Linked DNA regions of Drosophila melanogaster: regions 1 and 3 are each linked to region 2. The links are chromatin contacts, called in public Hi-C maps. All regions are on one chromosome and are shown on one strand. The core of a region is the stretch at or near the end of the contact, and the rest is flanking DNA. Distances in the headings are between cores, read along the strand shown. Region 1 holds the start of siz (schizo). Region 2 holds the start of AsnS (Asparagine synthetase). Region 3 overlaps skd (skuld).

Region 1 (4,168 bases), core at 884-3,383, 140 kb after region 2:
TTCGACTGTCAATGGCAAAATGCCAGGCGAATGGTTTATAATATTTCTTTTCTTGTTTGCCCATGCATTTGTGAGGTTAATCTCCCCTGGAAAGACCCCAAATAAGTGATCGAAACTCGGTCTTAACATTGAATTTCCCTGAGACGGCTCTTATCGCCCGAAGTAGCACTACACATTAGTTATCAGCAGAACTAAACAAATAGAGAATTCTGGTCGATCGATAAGCGGAGAGCAACTGTAGTTCTATCACAGCACAACTGACTCATTCAATTTGGCAACGAAATAAATACAACATTATCTATTGTTCTGTTACAGATAAGCATGAGTTTTTTATGTACGGAAATACCTATCGCCACGGTGCACTTCATTTTGCGACCACGACTGTGTCGATTAGCCCACAGGTAGACCGGCGTGCAAAAAGGGGTTGCAAAAACCAGAAGTCGCACTCCGACTTGTCAGCCTGCAGCTGCCAAGGTGGCAAGGACAAGGGGACGAATGAATGTGACTCAACGAGAAGTTGACTCAACCCGGGGGCAAGGAAACATTGGAGTTGGGGGTCACGGAAATGCAGCCGAAAATGGCGATCCAAAAAAAAAATCAATGATTTTTGTGGTTTTGTTTGAGTGCTGAAGAAGAAATGGTACTTTGGCTTCAAGTTTTTGTTTTAAGATCACACAACCACAAAATATAAAGTAAGGATCTTCACTGAATGAATTATGTATTCCAGCTCTTTTTCTTATCAGCTAAAATGTTAATTTCTAATCAGAAAAGGGAAATAAAAAACTGGCCTATGTGCAGATTAAATTATGGTATAAATAAAACTACAATATATACAGATATATCAAAGGCCTTGACCTGAAACTTAAAAGCGAAATGCCGCTCTGATAAGAAGCATTAAAGAAGAGCTTTAAAAGTAGGTAGTATAGCAGAAAAGATTTTAAATATATATTGTTTCAAAATATAATCAATTTAAAGATGAATACTATCTCCTGACTGATTATAATTACTTAATGGAATATTTTGGCTCTTAATGAGATCACAAAATAAACAACCGCATTTTACAGAGTATTTAGTGAGAAATTGTTCTTTGTAATATGTAAAATGCTCGTTGACACATCTAGAACAATATCGACAAAATTCTTTTTAAATATGTTGAAATCAAATTGCTGAACATTGCAAATTTTTTCTGGCCCCCAAATGCCATGAAAATTATTTTGCAACCGCAATTTTAAAGTGCATCTCTTCCTATTGGAAGTTTCCATTTAAGCGGGATGTCCAATAGGAAAATATGATATGCCATTAATTCACCCTTATTTAACAGATATTTGAATATATTACTAGATAGTAAACATTGGTGGGCACTCACTTATCATCGAGATCGACGGGCAGTCGCTTGAGCTCCGACATGTCCAGCTCCAGTCGCAGATTGGACACTTCACAGAGCAGGCGATCGCGTTCCAGACTCAACTCCTTGATCTTGGCGTGCAGGGCATTGTTCTCCCGGAGCAGCTCGTCCACATTGTAGGGCATCGCATGCACATGGTGATGGGGCATGTTGATGGAGAGGGGCAGGGGCAGGGAAACGGGTCCAGGTGGGGCGACACCCCCAGCGGAACCGCCCGGCCCTCCTTGGTTTCCCACAAACATTATGGAGCTGGCCATCAGCAGGGACTGCGTGGTCTGATGCAGCAGCAATTCCTGGTCGCCATCCGAGTTCTGGGATAGATTCTTCAGATCGGCCTCGGACATGTTTTGTTTATAACCTTAGCGGGGATCGGCTGCACTCCTAATCGATGTGCTTTTGTGGCCAAAACATTATAGCCCCGCCACGCACACGCACTCGCGCGAATGAGGGAAGGTGGTGGAGAGGGTGATAAAACAGCGAAACAGGCAGAACCACTTTGAATCTCACAATAAGAACTGAAAATGCAGCTTGCTGCGAGTTGAAACTTCACTCGTATTGTAATTGAATGACCTTCGTATATTATACTTCAGAGCCAGCACTTCGAATCGCGAGCAACAGTTGGTGCGGATCGGAGGGGGATTACGAATATTCTCGGAATTACGGATTTTCAATTCACGCGCGACGAAAAACACGACGCACTCGTCGTTCGACGTTTGGAAACAGTGTGGACGTGCTGGGGGGCACCGCAGTGTGACCATAGAGCATGCAACTCAAAATACGCTATCGTATTCAAAAAATATACCGCATCAAATGTGGCATTTTAAGACGACCGTTTTATTTTAAAATATATTGTTGTTTTCATCTTATTTAAGAAGGGCATAAACAATCTTAAGTTTATGCTCATTATTATACATAAGCATTTTCTTTCTTTGATAAATTTAAAACTCATTAAATCTAAATATGTGTGCATTAATTAAGATTTATTTTGGAACTGCCAATGATCCATTCCTGGTTGATCTAGTTCACCACAAAAATATTCTATAAAATTGGTATTGTAATAATAAGCCGACATGAAGAACCAAAAAAATATAACCATTATACTAACTGGGCCACCAGGTGCAAATTTAGCTGGGAAAATATTTGCTATTTGTTTATTATGTATGTAATCATGATTTTCAGGAGTGGGTAAAACTACACTGGTCCACAAAATATGCTCGGCTCTGCAGGATAGAGGACGCATTCTTCAAGGATTCTACACAGAGGAAATGCGAGGTGAGGGCACCAGCCAAAGAATCGGCTTCGACGTGGTCACGTTAGCCGGAAAACGAGCAATCCTATCTCGCAAGAATCCCGGGGACCAGCTGCGACGACCCAAAGTGGGAGAGTATTCGGTGTTTGTGCAGGACTTCGACAGTCTCGCTCTGCCAGTACTTGGCACACAGGATTCCCAACCAGAGCCGGATCTCCTGGTCGTGGATGAAGTGGGCAAAATGGAGCTGCTTAGCAAGCGATTTGAGTCGGCCATGGCTGATCTCCTGAAGAAAAAGCGGGCCCTATTGGTCACCATACCCGAGAAATCAACATTGGCTTTGGTGGAGCAGCTGAGAAAGTCAGCAGGATCCAAGATTTACCAGGTGACCAAATTCAATAGGAACGCCTTGGCTGGAGAGATTACAGAAGAGATTACAAAAGCACTTCTTTAACAAAGTAAAATTGTTGGTCTTTTTAATAGTGCCTAGATGTATAATCGTGCTGCCGATTCTCCGCCGCTGGGAGATCATCATCCGATGCTACGCATCCACGGAGCCAGTTGTTGAGTGATTCATTGCGGGCGGCGGCATGGCTGAAGTCAGTGACTGGGATTCGCTCTTCCTCGTCGAACGTTTCCGAACACGTTTGGTTTCCCTAGCCCAGTCCATTTCATTGTAGTGCTGCTCGGAAGCGGTCCAGTGGTACTCCTGTCGGCTGACCAGTTCCGGGTACTTTTGCTCGAACTCCTTGTCGGGTGGCAGTAGCAGCTCCCACCGTTTTGTGTTATTCACCCGGGCCACAGTCTTCAAAACGTCAAGTGTTTCCGCAGGAGGTAACTGGGTGGCGGCCATTACCTGAGCTCGGAACAGGTAGGGCGTGCGGGAGAAACGAAAGAGCTGCGGATGGATTTGAGGAGATTAGTACAAGATAAGTGATCGCTACACCCATACTATAACTCACTATATAATCTCTGGCGCGAATCATCTGCTCTGCGGACACACCGTTCGCATGGGAAAGCACCTTCTCGGGAAAGACCACCTCGGATTTCGGCACCCAGTTGCCGTGCAGTAGGATGCCCACCTGGGGCAGCAAAGCCAGCACCTTGTCGGCAGCCACATGCGGATCCACGTGCTCCGCGAGAATACTAATGACGTCGCTGAACGAGAGCATCCGCGCATCTCTCAGTAGCACTGTAAGCTGTTCCAGCAGCGGCATAGACTTAAGCATGGCCTTGTTGTAGACGGGAAGTACTTGGGCGGCAGCAGAAGCAGCTGCTGGGGCTACCGTCTGCACATGCTCGTCGTAGGGCAGAAGCTTTCGAAGATATTCGTCAGGAGCGAGAGCCAAAGAGGAACTGCCGTGATGACTGGTGGCAAAGAGCTTCTGGCGCTCCAGTTCGGCGGTGGGCGTGCCCCTCGAGTGCCAGTAGGCCTCGCACCACGGCTCATCCGCAATTCGCTGGACGAAACTGTCGTAGGTGCCGACACGTTGCTCCTTTCCGCTGTTTTTGGC
Region 2 (4,337 bases), core at 860-3,359:
ATCCCCCTATAGATAGCAGAGGGCTGATTGACAGTTTTATTTACTAAAAAAACAATAAATAAATAAGGCTGACGTCAGCTGGTTTCCACATTAGTTGCCAAGTGGAGCGCGCTTGTCAATAATCAACATGTGGACATATATATATACATACATATATACATATATACATATATATATATATGTATATATATATATACATATATCTATATCTGTAACCGAATACCCACAGATGTACGGAATCGCATAGTATATTAGTGAATTGACTACCAATTAAAGAAATTTATTGTGCATGTCTCAGCAAATAATTGTTGGAATTCCTCAGACTTGCCAATTTACTTAAGGTCCTCTTATCAGTTTTTGTTGACCTGGTGGACGGCCTGTGCCCGTCCGGATGGATCCTCCGGACAGCCCCAATCGAGGCGTGGCACCCATCTGACCACGGTTCGGGCCGCCGATTCTCCGGGGAATTGTTCGGCGAAAATGCAGCGATAGTAGAAGGCCTCCTTGGTTGTGGGCGTGTTAAAGGGGAAGCGTAGGGCGGCTGCGGAGAATTCTTGATCGCTGACATGGCTGGTGGCCACCCTGCGGATGCTGTCGATCCAATCGTAGCCCACTCCGTCGGAGAACTGCTCCTTCTGGCGCCAGAGGACTTCATCGGGCAGATAGTTATCCGCAAAGGCAGCTCGCAGGACATACTTCTCCAATCGCTTTTGCTGTACTTCCCCGAATTTGTTGAGGGGTCCGGGTATCTTATCCTCCGGTCGGATTTGCATCACATGGTTAACGAACCCCGTGTCCAGAAAGGGCACTCGCAGCTCCACGCCCTTGGCCATGGCCACCTTGTTGGCCCGCAAACAATCGGATAAATGCAGCTGGCGCACTCTCTTCACCAGCTCCTCGTGGAAATCGTTGTAGCTTGGGGCCTTGTGGAAGTATAAATACCCTCCAAAGATCTCATCGGCTCCTTCGCCGGAGAGGATCATCTTGATGCCTGTGCTCTTGATATATCTAGCTAGTAGCAGCATGGGCAAACTACATCTCACTGTGGTCACATCATAGGTTTCAAGGTGGTAAATAATATCCCTAATGCCATCCAGAGCTTCGTCGATCTCGAATATGATCTCCTTGTGATCGCTGTCTATATATTTGGCCACACTCCTGGCCGCCTGGAAGTCGGGTGCATCCCTTAGACCCACAGAGAATGTTTTCAGCCGGAAGTTGGGATCCCGTTCGCGCATTATCTTCGTGGCTATGGAGGCTATAAGACTGGAATCCACTCCGCCGGATAGCAGGGCTCCCATTTGAACATCGCACTGCAGATGACTGCGCACGGCAAACTCCAAGTTGGCTCGCAGTAGGGATAATTCGCAGGTTTGTGTGGGCACCTCCTTGATCCAAGACTGCTGAAACTGCCAGCATGTTTTAAAGTCACCAACTTTACCGAAACGAGCCTCGCCAGGTGTGAAAGTCTCCACTTTGGAGCAGGTATCCACCAGGCACTTCATCTCCGAGGCCACCCAAAGGTTTCCCGACGCATCCTCACCCACATACATGGGTATAATGCCAAAGGGGTCTCGGGCAAGAAGCACTTCCTTGGTCTTCCTATCGTACAAGGCAAAAGCAAACATTCCAGTGATGTATTGCAGAAGATCCTTTCCATAATCCTGGTACAGTTCCAGTATCACGTGGCAATCGCTCATGGGGTTGTAGGAGCCACGCTTTTTCGCAATCTCAGCCGAAAGCTCCAGATAATTGTAGATCTCTCCATTGGCCACCAGGATGAGGTTACCATCTTCAGAGACGAAGGGTTGGTCGCCCATTTCCACGCCAATGATTCGCAGGCGTTCATGAATCATGGCCACCCCTTCCAAGGAATTCACATAGACCCCCGTGGAATCTGGACCCCGATGCCGATGCTTGCCACTCTGTCGATAGGCCAGTTCCCTTAAACTGTGTTTGCTTCCATGGAGGATTTGCGTGGGTATCGGCTCCCCATCCCTCGAAAATATGGCAAAAATTCCGCACATTTCTCGCTTATCTTTGCAGTAATTTCAACTGTATTTTTTTTTAACGAAGCGGCCCGCACTTTGCAAAGTCCGAAAACTGAATGAAGCTTTTCAATGGCGTGCACTCTTATTTATGGCCAAAGCTCTCTAGATTTAATTTCATTTTTATACTTACTCTCGTCAACAGAGCTTATTTCCACGTGCAACTAGTTCCTTCACCCCGTTTCTAGAATCCTGAGACACATAAATGTTGGTAGGTAACAGCTCCCTGAGATTAGGGCTCTTATCAAAAATTACTATTGATGAGCGGCCATTTAGTAATTTGTGCTAATCTTATCGGAAGGAGAACAGCTGTCAGCAGCTTAAAACTTGATAACGAATAGACGGTAAACATTTTAGGTTTAGCTATGTGCATTTTTACTCTCTAAACGCGCTCTGAAACTGAAACTCACAGCTGATTTTTCTTTATCAACGATTTCGTCATCCAATTTACTCTACTTTTGGGGTGGTTAGACTGCTCAGAAATTAATTAACAAAAATATTTTGTAATCTTCCATGTGCTTAATTATACATCTCCCAATATGATTTCTTTTGGAAAGAGTTTTAAAAATTAGTATTAACAAATAAATAAGATTAGATGCCGTTTATTAAATTATTGATAGTGTATCTGCAGAGTAGCATATATCAAAGTGAGTTGTTTCTCGATTTAATGTTGGCTTCATGCCAGGGTTAAGAAAAGTGTGAATTCGGAGAACAGACCGGTTTTTTATCAGTTCCTTAAAAAATTCGTTTGGAATGAGAATATACAAATAGTTTTAATAGCATCAATAGCAAAAATACATTAATTCATTGAATAAATTGCCGTAAAATTAATATTATTATTATTTTAGCGGCATTAAAGAAAGCTCAGTAACATCTGTTTACTATCTGCATTAACAGAATGTTACCGAAAAGCTCCCCGAAATACAGCCCGCTGTTAACTAACATGGCGCCGCGCCAACAGGTGGTTTCCTATGAACCACGTCGCGTACTTCGACTTCGGTCCATGCGATAAATATGTCAAGTAGCCGCAGATAAACAGAAATCTCCCGTGTTTAATTATGCAGACGTTTTAATTACGCATCTAACACTGACGAATTTGTACAGTGATGTCATACTACATATTTGGATGGTGCGAGCTTCTGTAAATAACCGAGATTTATAACCCGAGGTTCGCGAATCCGCTCCTGGAATTCTGTCGTGCGCGCTTGTTGCTTCCAAGTCGTTTTGTCGGCAACGAACGGCCTTTCAATTCAGTTGCCGATGGAACGCGACACTGTGCGGCAGGAAGTTGCGTATACGACGCATTGTCACTCGGCTAGCGACGTGGATCGGAAGTCCTTTATATGGGCGAGCGCTCCTCGATATCAATTTCCCTTTCGAAAATGCCCGTCAAGGTGCTAAGTGCGCGTAATTAGTCGAAATTCAATCAATTCAAAAGAATCTTAAATTGAGTTACGTCGACGAAATGGAGGCTGGTAAGCCAAAATGTGCAAAGTGAATTTTCGTGGGCAATCACCGCCGAAAATTGTGCGTAAAAAAAGTAATCAAAAGTATCAGCTCAATCATTTTATGACTTTAAGATGATAGTCAATCAAGGAGTCCTTAAAAATGTATTTAAAATGGAAAATAAATTAAGAAAAAATCAATCTTGGAATTCCGAATCGAATCAGAAAAATTTAGCCCTCTTTGTTAACCAAAAACCATAAAAACGGACACAACTTTCAACACGAAAAGTGAAGGTAATTTATGTGCTTCTCAAAAATATCAAATCAAAATCAAATAAAATAAACTTTTTACTGGTACCGAGCCCGAAAATCGAAGGGAATCGAGCGTGACCTATTACTGTCACGTCCGTTTCCGGAATTCCGAGTGAGGTGGCCAAAACACGGGCCCCAACTTTTGGGTCACGTTCGCTGGCTGAACGAATTCAAATGGCCCAAGACCCATTTACCAGATCCAGATGTGCATTGCCATAAAATCGCTGACAGATAGAGCAACTGCCAAGTCGGGGCCAATTAATTGAAAAGTTTCTACGCCGCCAAAATCAAATCAACAATATTTCCCAAGTATTTTGGCTTGAAATTCGAAGTGGAAGTTTTTAACAATGTTATTGGCGGTGGGAAATGGGCACTGCACTGCTACAATTATATTTAATTAAAATTTTAGTTCGTTCTAAAAATTTAGTCATAATATTTTATGAGTAACTTTTGGGAGTATTTTTCAATTTTCAACGCTCAAAATTTGCCCTTATCGCACATAATTATTAACTGAGTCATATAGTATTAAAAA
Region 3 (4,291 bases), core at 170-2,669, 160 kb after region 2:
TGACTAATTACTGCTAACTCTCTATTAACCCATTACAGACTGATTTATGTGGAATAAAGTGGCGGAAGTTCGTTAACGGGGAGCGACCGAACGCATCGAGCGATCCTTTGGCGGACCCGATCCTGCGCTCATATTCGCGATGCATCCAGGCGGACATGCTGTGCGTGTGGAGGAGGGTCCAATCCACGAAGACGGACCACGCCGACCCGAATGCCTTAACCTTCGAGATGACCACGTCGACCAAGGTCCACCCGCCCCTTTCGCTGGCCGCCGCCAAGGAGCTATGGATCTTCTGGTACGGCGAGGAGCCCGATCTCAGTGAACTGGTCGATGCCGAGCTGCTCCGAGTAGCGGGTAAGTTTCTAGACCGAAGACGGTTCGAATAAAATGTGAAAGCTAAATATGAAAGCTAGTTACCGGTACTAGCCACGAGGTATACAATATGACATTTTCATAGAAGTTTCTAAATAGGTAAACCTATTTACCACTTAAAATTCGATGTGTTACATTTAAGATTGATTGTATTATTTTCTTGCTCTCCCTTTCTCTCCCACACACACACAGGCACACACATACCCGTTCTCACTCACACATCCAAGTGGGTGATGAATTTAATAAAGCTTCAAGGCCACATCCATCGCATGCAATTGCAACAACAAATTTTGCCATCTCTTTGACGGTTATGTGTGTGTGGGTGTATCTGTGTGAGAAAAGCCAAAACAAATGCGACACACAAACAAACAACAGAGAACTCGCGAAATACATTTCGATTGCGGCAGATGATTATTATTATTGCTCTCCTGATTCTCTCCACTTTTTTCTCCATCCCCCGTTGTTTCGCAATCTTTCTCCCTCGCCTTTTCATTTTCCTTAGGCGTCATTCAACTCACATGGCGTCGTATTGAACCGTCAGCAACAGAAAAGAGAAAGAACTAAAGGAAAAAAGCAACAACTGTCAATCGTAGGCGGTTGTCTTCTCTCTTCCGCCGAATTTCACACGAAAAAAGAAAAAGTTCTTCCTATATGTTATACACATGCATTTTTTTTCGGAACATTGTAACGCAAAGGTTCAAATTAAATATGCAATTGATCCAAAACCGAGTTCTAATCGAAAGTGTCTTATAAACATGAATGTATATATAGTTCCTAGCTAGATTAAATTATTATGTTAAAAATATTTTAACGTGGCTTACGAATTTACATTACAAAACCCCTAAAAAGTCCTTAAATCCTATTCCTTTTTTCCTTGTGCATAAAAGAAGGAAAGAGGAAGCAGTAGTGCCGAAACGTCACCTGTCATTTGCAATGTTTTCGCTAGCTTTCTCTCTCTTTCGCTCTCCGTCGCTCTCGGGTAATTATGCAAACGAAGAAGAAAGGTGCTCTCGCGCTCTCCCCCTGCTCAGCGTCCCTCTCGCTCGCTCCTTCGAGGGTTGTTCAATATCAATACACACTACTGGCCTTCGAAAGAAGCTCGTTCTCTTTCCCACACCCTATCTCCATTTCTTTCTTCTCTTATCAGCCATTGCGTGCGGCTACTATTTATTCAATATTTTTGTTATTGCCTCATTATCTCTGACCACTAACTACGTACTACACTACGTACATTGTTCATAGTAGAATTTGAATTTAAGTTTCGGCTTTTCCACGGCAAATTCCATTACCCACCAAGCAACCGCAGGTCGCCCGAGATCCGTAATCCCGTTATCTGCAGACCCATTTAATAGATATTTCAAAACTTTAATTAAATATGATTGGTAAAAAGTTCTCAATGTTTCAAAGATTCAAAGATGGTTTCTTATTAACCAGTGATTGAAACAATAAAGAACAACAAAAATGTGAAGGCTTTTACTTTAGATCATAAAGTGGAACGCCAGATAAGGAGCTCCCACCAATTATGTTTTTAACTGAGAAGACCCTCTTCTTTAAATATTATTAAATTAAATATTCAATTAAAACATTTTTGTTTAATTAAATTGCCTATCTAAACTAAAAGTATCTTACAATACGCTTCTTATCCATTTCATAAAGCATAATTATAAATAAATAGTACAGCGTACATACGTAAGAGATCATAATTATCTTAATAGTTCATTAGTTTCCATTAGAACTACAAATTTTGCATCCGTGTATAGCTACAGAAGTTCTCCTTTACCCACCGTTTCTCTTTTGAAGTTCTCCGACCGAGATACGAGATAAGGAAGTTTGACTGTATCTTTTGTTATCTGCCTACGTCATTGTGGCCCAATAAGTTTACAGTTTGCTTGTTCCGCCGTCATGCATTAACCCCTTTTTGAGGCGCGCTTTTTTTACCGTCTGGAGTTGAGAGTTGTATGCACGTCGCTTCCATCGCTGATGAGATTTCGCGTTGTTTTTCGTTTTAGCCTTTGTCATTGCGTTATTTTATTTATTGCACTTTTAATGACAAGGACATTGACTAATTGCATTGACATTACTTTGTCTGCGTTTTTTGGTCGAATTTTCGTATGCTTTTTATAGCTTTTTCGGCCATAAACAACACAACTGGCGAAAAAAATTTTCGTCTTGTTGGTGTGTGTGTGTGCGTGCTCGCAAGTGCGTGTGAATGAAATTCTGAAAGGGTGAGAAGAGTGGCGAAGAGAGAGCGCCTTGTAGTTACTGTTACTGTCTCTCTGAGTTGCTGTACATGAAAACGGCAACGCCGCAAATCTCAGCCAGTCAGCACAGTGGCACAAAAATAACATTTACATGACATAAAATAGGTGCTGTAGAATATAAGATCCCAAATTACAATGTATTCTAGCACTGTTTCGAAACAAAAAAAAAAACAACACACACACACGACTTGACAATGACAAGTATTCAAACAGTTTGTTGTACTTCGATAGCATACGATTTTTACCTTAAACAGCTGTCACTTTTGCGTGTGTGAGTGCTGGGGCAGCTGTGTGCGTGTGCTCCAAAATTGGAGCCAATAATTATGCGGTGCTCTCTGAGAATAATAGAGAAAGATTCGAAGAGATATTCTCTCTTTTTCGATTCTTGGCTCTCAATGAGCTTAAACTGGTTTGCAAGCTTGGGCTTAATTACAATGCGCTTTCTTGCTCATTTATTATGTTATTTTTAAGTCTTTTGCATTCGTGTGGTTTTACCTGCTTTTTGGTTTCTCGATTTGTTATTGCGCTTACTAAACATTTTTAAATGTGTGTGCGCTCAGATTATTGACCTTGATCCAACATTTGTTGCTGCTTGTTGTCATGTGTGTTCGTTTTTTGTTTTCATTATGTGTCACGCAAATGCAAAACTGCTAAATAACGCTCTCTTAATTACACGTTACAGTTGTTGTGAAATTCTCACGCACATTCTTAGAAAGAGAGAGCGGTAAAGAAAAGATCTGCTGCGATAGCAAAATGTTAACCTAAAATAGCAATTTTTTCGGGCCACAAACAAGAAGAGCAGCTAGTGAGTGTGTGGGTGAACAAGAACGAGTGCACGCCTAGCGGCACTTTGTCTCCCAAACAACCACTCTCTCTCTCTTACTCGCTACTTTGCACAGAGCGACTTTCCACCTCTCTCTTTAAAAACGTCTGAGTGGGAGAGAGAGAGGAGCAGCAACATGTGCACAAACCACACGTGCTAAAAAAATACACCCACACAGACGGCTTCAACGTGTTTGTGGAATTTGCATTGAGCAGTCGCCGTCGATTCCGATTCCCCGATTCCGATTTACCCGATTACAATTCCTGTTCCAAAGCCAAGAAATTGGAAAAAGAGGGAGATCAGGATATTTAGCAGCTGTGATGGGGAAATAAAATTAATTCAACAATAATTTACGAACACAATTGTACCTTTGAAGCCAGATAATTAAATGGAATTGGATTATTATTGGAAACTATTTGAATTAATCAAAGGTTATAGGTATAAATCCCGTTTACTTTCCATAGGATACAATGTTGCATATCATTTCAAAAAAATAATTTTGTGCTTTTTGAAATTCTTAAAATCTTTTTTAAATTTTTTACCGCCCAAAATCTTATGTGACAACATTGTCTTTTGTTTGCTATTGCTGGAATTCAGTCTTTTGCTTCTTTATTTTATTTTTGTTTGTCGTCCCGTTTTGCTTCACTCGACTCTTGATTTTCTTTTGTTTGCTTGTTTGCCGAGAGAGCCGCTAAAGTTGTGGTTGTTGTTGCTTGTGTTTTGCCTGGCCTACCCTTGCGGACATTTATTTATAATTTTGGCGAGCTTTGAACTTTTCGCCGTTGGGTAGTGTGTCAATATGTGTGTGTGTGTTTGTGGTGTGTGACCTGTGAGA

The links. Hi-C and Micro-C count contacts between places; a contact is called where the count stands out from the background.
Region 1: a Hi-C map of the Kc167 cell line shows a contact between it and region 2, with 6 times the contacts expected there. A contact is called at or near these places in 8 of 107 Hi-C or Micro-C datasets (the Clone 8 cell line, the Kc167 cell line, the S2 cell line and 2 more) and 4 of 7 datasets of targeted methods (the Kc167 cell line and the S2 cell line).
Region 3: a Hi-C map of the Kc167 cell line shows a contact between it and region 2, with 3 times the contacts expected there. A contact is called at or near these places in 4 of 107 Hi-C or Micro-C datasets (the D17-c3 cell line, the Kc167 cell line and embryo).

The regions. Positions count from the first base shown.
Region 1 is chr3L:21,032,500-21,036,667 of dm6, reverse strand. siz (schizo) reads right to left here and starts at 2,133. Exons shown (of 6, transcript NM_168881.3): 1 at 1,367-2,133. The coding sequence starts at 1,749. Polr3E (RNA polymerase III subunit E) reads right to left here. Exons shown (of 3, transcript NM_079468.4): 2 at 3,617-4,168; 3 at 3,107-3,552. The coding sequence ends at 3,196. CG10581 reads left to right here and starts at 2,465. Exons shown (of 2, transcript NM_141022.4): 1 at 2,465-2,521; 2 at 2,585-3,114. The coding sequence starts at 2,476. The coding sequence ends at 3,108.
Region 2 is chr3L:21,170,890-21,175,226 of dm6, reverse strand. AsnS (Asparagine synthetase) reads right to left here and starts at 2,109. Exons shown (of 1, transcript NM_206410.2): 1 at 254-2,109. The coding sequence starts at 2,027. The coding sequence ends at 351. Ac78C (Adenylyl cyclase 78C) reads left to right here and starts at 3,297. Exons shown (of 24, transcript NM_079470.5): 1 at 3,297-3,575. It overlaps chb (chromosome bows), which reads right to left and starts at 2,374. Exons shown (of 2, transcript NM_168882.2): 1 at 2,182-2,374.
Region 3 is chr3L:21,008,274-21,012,564 of dm6, reverse strand. skd (skuld) reads left to right here. Exons shown (of 13, transcript NM_168879.3): 3 at 39-354. Among named protein-coding and RNA genes, the nearest start is that of scaRNA:PsiU6-40, 3.9 kb to the right of the region's middle.